2 separate regions of the Mus musculus genome follow, and region 1 is linked to region 2. A link is a contact called in public Hi-C data. All regions are on one chromosome and are shown on one strand. Each heading gives the region's core, a stretch centred on a gene start, on an enhancer-like site or on the middle of the called end of the contact. The rest is flanking DNA. Distances are from core to core; before and after follow the strand shown. Region 1 holds the start of Tbk1 (TANK-binding kinase 1). Region 2 has its middle 23 kb from the start of Gm35696.

What was found. Hi-C and Micro-C count contacts between places; a contact is called where the count stands out from the background.
Region 1: a contact with region 2 is called in a Hi-C map of cerebral cortex, with 4 times the contacts expected there. The contact joins the promoter of Tbk1 here to the enhancer-like site in region 2. A contact is called at or near these places in 1 of 15 datasets of contacts at CTCF or cohesin (CD8 T cells), 16 of 484 Hi-C or Micro-C datasets (the HL-1 cell line, the N1E-115 cell line, bone marrow-derived macrophages and 11 more), 8 of 115 datasets of contacts at active chromatin or transcription factors (the 230-238 cell line, CD8 T cells, the SCID.adh cell line and 3 more) and 1 of 9 other capture datasets (adipose tissue).

The regions. Positions count from the first base shown.
Region 1 is chr10:121,585,430-121,588,129 of GRCm38.p6, forward strand. It overlaps Tbk1 (TANK-binding kinase 1), which reads right to left and starts at 1,365. Exons shown (of 21, transcript NM_019786.4): 1 at 1,266-1,365. It overlaps Xpot (exportin, tRNA (nuclear export receptor for tRNAs)), which reads right to left. Exons shown (of 25, transcript NM_001081056.2): 25 at 1,951-2,700.
Region 2 is chr10:121,531,770-121,534,611 of GRCm38.p6, forward strand. No RefSeq gene overlaps it. Among named protein-coding and RNA genes, the nearest start is that of Gm35696, 23 kb to the left of the region's middle. Within about 2 kb of position 1,527, at least 27 of the 459 cell types and tissues checked have an H3K27ac peak or open chromatin away from gene starts, as enhancers often do. A contact at or near this core is called in cerebral cortex and muscle stem cells, where this site is marked.

The DNA of each region.
Region 1 (2,700 bases), core at 115-2,614, 53 kb after region 2:
CAGACTTGACTTTTAACACAAGAAGGCCATGCAACCGAATAGATGGCACCAACACCAGACAGATCAGACTCCTTTAAGACTGTTGTGAGGTCAGATAGCAAGTCCATTTCCAGTAAGCTAGAACTCTGATCTTCCAAGTTAGGGTCCTGGGAAATGCCCAAGAGTCCAAGGTTCGACAATCTCTTACACAGTACTTATACTTAGAATTTTATCACCTATGTAATTTAGATAAGAAATTGTACAGCCATCTGTCTATTTGAAGTAAGCAAAAAAGGAACCCTTTTCGAAAACAACAAATGCACTTACCACTTAACTACGTACGCTCCATTCAAGGGGCGATAAACCCAAATATGTAACGGGAAACCTTCCCTAATTGATGCTGCACTGCTGTTAAATAACTGTAAAGGACAGATTCATCACCAAGTGCGCATATGTCTCTAGTGGGTAGCTGAAAACATATTTATCAGCTAAGATATATAAGATAAGCTCTCTCTCTATACCAATATAAAAAGATGGGTCCGCAATAGTAATGGTCTGAAACTTTTCCAGGAACCCCCTCGGGACTAAAACATGACTCAGCACACCCAACGGATGCTTGCTATGTAAATCTCCCCAAATCCTGACAAGTGTATTATCTGGCATTCAACAAGTAAGTTATCTGTGATTCTGTAGGCAGTCTACTTCCTTTGATTGCTTAAAGCGAAAGTTACCGAGGATAAAACAGGTCTGGTGACATGGTGTAGGGACAAAAGTTCCAGGATTTCCCAACTCTCCCTCTATGTCACCCATTTACTCCGTAGATAGCAGAGGTCCCGGAATGGGAAAGGTCGGGTTTTGACAGTTCTCGGGGGAGAATCCGTCTTGGGACGCCTGACAGAAAACACCAGGGGAATGGATCCGGGAAATAAATCCAGCAGGTCGGGGAGGAACGAGAAGACAGGGGGGTTTGCATTTCGCTGTGTACATTAAAAACGTCTGGTGCCGGTATCCTCGGGTGAGTCAACCCTCGGGAACGCCAGTCCGTCTAAAAACTGCCGGCGGCGGCAGCTGGACCAAGGGTGGGAGCGGCGAGTCAACTCCGGCCAGGGCAGCCCCGGTGCCCGGGCGGCCGCCAGGGCCCATCCCGGGCGAGCGCGAGGCTGCGGGGCTCCCGGGGCCGCGGCCCCGCGCTGACTCAGCACGCCGCCTCCCCGACCCCTGGGCGCGCCCCCGCCCGGCCCCTCCGGCCCCGTCCGCCCCCACCGGCCTCCGCCCGCCCCTCTTACCCCGCGAGTGTCCGCCGCGTACAGCCCGCGGCTCCCGGGCCTTCTCGCGCCCCAGGCTACTTCCGGCTTCGCCAGCCCGGGCCACGGAGCACGTGACCGAGTGCGGGGCGCGCCTGCGCGTGCGTACTCCGCGGCGGCCGAGCTCGCTGGGCTGCAGTCTCCAGTGCGGGCGGGAGGAGCTAAGGGAGTGCGGGGCGGCCGGCGTGCGGCAAGGAGGTGACGCCCACGGCCACCCGTGGACAGCGGGCTGGCCGCCGATCGCTTTCGCAGAGTAGATGGGGCGGGTTTGTGTTTCAACGTCGCTTGGCTGCTGCGTGAAGCAAGTATCCGTTCATGCCATCAGTACTCTTTAAGTCGCTTTCAGTTTCTGTTTTTGAAAATGGTAACACTGGAGACTTGAACTTGACAACTTAAGAGGTAAACTGCTGTATGATCAGGTCCTGCTCAAGCAGGCATTCCTTACAAGGATTTGCTTCCAAGGAAGCACGATGCACCAAATTCCTCTTTCTACCTAAGGCACCCTCCAGACCGAGGGCGAGCAGATCTCCGAGGACGGGAGCCGGGAGTGGTTAAGGGCTGGCAGAGGCGTTGACTGAAACAGGGGGCTGAAGCTGAATCTCTGCCCACTTCTAATCCGTTTTCATCAAACTCAAAATGGAGATTTTAAAAGGCCCACTCCAATGACTTCTTAGAAAGTTATTTTATTAGAATTTTAGACAGTTTAGGCAACAAGACCATTCTAACCGCAAATGCACGTCTTACAATAGAATATTTCAGTTCTGTTAATGACATGACAGATTCATCCAAGTTTCTTCCAACAAAAAACCCAACGTTCAAAAGTTATGAAGTATGACTAAGCCAAAGGACTTCACATGTTTACCACAGAAGTGATACACAGTAAAATACCACATAATACTTCTAAAAAAGTCAAGCCACTTGTGAAACTATTAGCAAGCACAGAGACGGAAACTCCACTGGTTAGGCACAGGACTAACTCAGGCACCATAAAACCCTCTGTCTTCTCACCTGTAACAAATGAGATTCCCTAGAGAGAATTATTTGGGTGCTTGCTTTTAAAAATCAGGTACTCAATGACGGAAAGGCTTCTTGGTCATGACGGTACTTGGGTAATCTCAAGGAATGAAGATGAGGATCATTAGACATGATTACATTAAAATTAAGTTCCTTATGTATATGCTCTGATTTCCATGTCCTGATTTCTCAGGTCTAAACACATGAACCCTCTGTAGGGCTTTAGAGAGCCGTGTATGGACTCGATAGTACAGTAATACAAGCTAATACTGAGACCTGTGTTTTAATTCATTGGATTCTTTACAAGTTATGAGGTAGCTACCACTGTTCCCCATTTCTGACGGGGAAACCAAGGCAGGAAGAAGTTATTTAACTTGCTCAAGGTCCTAAAATCGGTTACTGG
Region 2 (2,842 bases), core at 277-2,776:
CCTCATTTTCTGAAAACCCAGAGATTCCTCTCCTGGGGACGAGAGGGAGGGCATTCTTCGGAGATGCTGTGACACCTGCATACATTCCCCCCATTATTCTTCAATCAGCACTATTACCCAAATGTCTCCTTGCTTTCTAAGACCCAGAGCCACAGACTCAATGAGCCTGAAAGTTCTTGCGTCCTTTTAGGAAGAATCTGAACACCAAGACACACATGTCCTTGATATTTATAACTGGTCAAAATAACGCTGGAGTCAGTGTTCCATCTGTCACCGAGAATCAGACCTTCCGAGCTGTCCCGTAAACTGTGGTTTGCCATCCTTTCTTTGTTCAACTCATGCTACATTTGAAAGAAAGCACATTTGCCTACAAAAAAAACAGAACTTCCTAGGGAACTGCTTACAAATGTACTCCGATGGCGAGAAACGCAAACAGAGGGCCTGCCTGAAGTGTTCATCCCTGACCCCTCAGAACCAGCTGGGTCCTGCAACATCAAAAGCATAAGCAATTGATTCCAAGTGGGTCCCCAATCCCTCCCAGCATCCCTGGGGCCCTCAGACATCTGACCTGAGCGGAAGGCTTACCCGGTCTGTGGGTTTTCTTCACCTGAAAGTTGATTTTATCCGAGAGCTTATAAATCGCAGTCCCCATCTCTGAGCTGAGCCCAGCCCTGCTGTGTAGCACGGAGAGACAGCTGAGGATGACAGGCTGAGCCAGTCAGCCTTACTCAGAGCCTACCAGGCAGGGGCCCGGCCTCAATCCAGTCAGGGCTCCGTGTATTTTTCTAACAGGCCACCAGCATGCCCAGCCAACTCATTTCAGCACCGTTCCTACTTTCGTACCTGTGTCTGGTCCATAAACTACACTGGAAAAGGACGAGAGACTCTTGGGTTGGTTAGAGGTGCCTAGTACATACGACTAGTTAAGAGAGCCTCGGACTCAGCTGGATGTTCGGCAACTTTATAAAACCCCCTCGGTTTCTGCATTTCTTCTGTAAATTGAGGGAGATGATAGTGCCCATCGGACTCAGGTTATCTTTATCTTTATGGTGCCCCAGATTGAACTCACTGAGCCTTGTACACGCTAGAGGCTAGACAAGCCCCGCCTACACCTGAGCTCCATCTGCAGTCATGGAGGCCAGAATGGGTGGTTGGTTGGATCTTTTGGAGATGAGTTACAAGCACTTGTGAGCTGCCTGGGGTGGGTGCTGGGATCCGAACTATAGTGCGCTGGAATACTCTTAAGGGCTGCACCATTTCCTGACCGAATTATTAATAGACGTGGAAAATGCATTCGTAGCTTATCATGGGATGCGCCCGGCGAGGGTGAACCACTGATTTTAATGGAGTCTAATGAAACCCGGCTGACTGACTGGGGTACTAGTTTCTAGATACTTCTAAGTATGCTAGGAACTCCCTACATCACGTGATTAATTAGATGCAGGTTCTCGGGGTCGGAGGAGGGGAACACTGTAGTGATAGTCAAGAACTGAGACGGGAGGAGAGGCTGCCTAAAGGAGCTCCAGCCAGGCTCAAGCGTGCAGGGTTTTAGTCCCAGACGCAGTCTGCAATCCGCGCCAGAGGAGGGCGCCGCTGGGCGCGTCCTGGCTCAGCATCCCCGGAGCAGCGCAGCCTGGGTAGGTGAGAAATCCTACCGGGAAATGTGCTTTTCTACCCCTGAGCTCCGCCTTCTGCTGGCCACCACTTTTATCCCTTGGTTACTCTTCCCTCCCCCCACCCCCCACCCCCGCAAGGACGCTTCTCTGGTGTTCTGAAGTGAGGAAAGCGGATTTTTACCGAAGTCCGATCAGCAGAGTGACGCTGCCAGGATTTGGTCAAATCCCCCAACCGCACAAAAATAGCAGTTCTTTTTCTCTCAGCTGGCTCTGTCACTCAGCGGCAGCGTGATCTCCCCGGCCTCGGTTGTCACCTCTATGAGATGAGTGATGCTTCTAGGGGACCTCTGAGAGCCCTTAACACATCTCTGCGTGGAGGGCAGGCGAACCATCAAGTCGCCAGAAACCAGCAGCTGACAGTAGTCTATCTTTCTTAATTTTTTTTGCGGTTCTGGGAACTGAACGTAGGTCTTACATGTGTTAGGCAAATTATCTACCACTAAGCTGTTTTTCAGCCACAACAATTTCTTTCGAAACAAAACTAGAAAATTAGGGAGTGGCATTCAACATTCCAAAGGTTTTTTTGTTTTTGTTTTGGTTTTTCGAGACAGGGTTTCTCTGTATAGCTCTGGCTGTCCTGGAACTCACTTTGTAGACCAGGTTGGCCTCGAACTCAGAAATCTGCCTGCCTCTGCCTCCCAAGTGCTGGGATTAAAGGCGTGCGCCACCATACCCGCTTAAAATTCCAAAGTTTTGTTTTTGTTCTTTCCAGAAAACAAAAATGTGGTTTAAAAAAAACCACAAAAACGTTCATTCTGGGAAAAATAGTAATTGACAATAGCACCACCATGTTAATGTGATTCATGTCACCAAGTCCTGTATCTTAAATGGTTAAAATGTGTAATTCCAGCCTTTAGAATGAAGGATTTCATCTGAGGTCAGCCGGGGATACACAGACACACTCTCTCTCCGTCTCTGTCTCTAAAAAGGAGGGCAAATCTTGCGTTATATACACTTTAACACAGTAAAAACATAAAGAGCACTCTTCAAACGCAGTATGTTGTCACCAGCCTGTAACTAGCACCCGGGAGGCTGAGGAGAAAGGGTCATGAGTTCAAGACCACGCTCAGCTTACACAGTGGAATTCAGAACCAGCCCGGGCTACATGTTGCCGGCCATAACAACAAACCCAAACCAACCAACCAACCCCCACAACAACAACACAT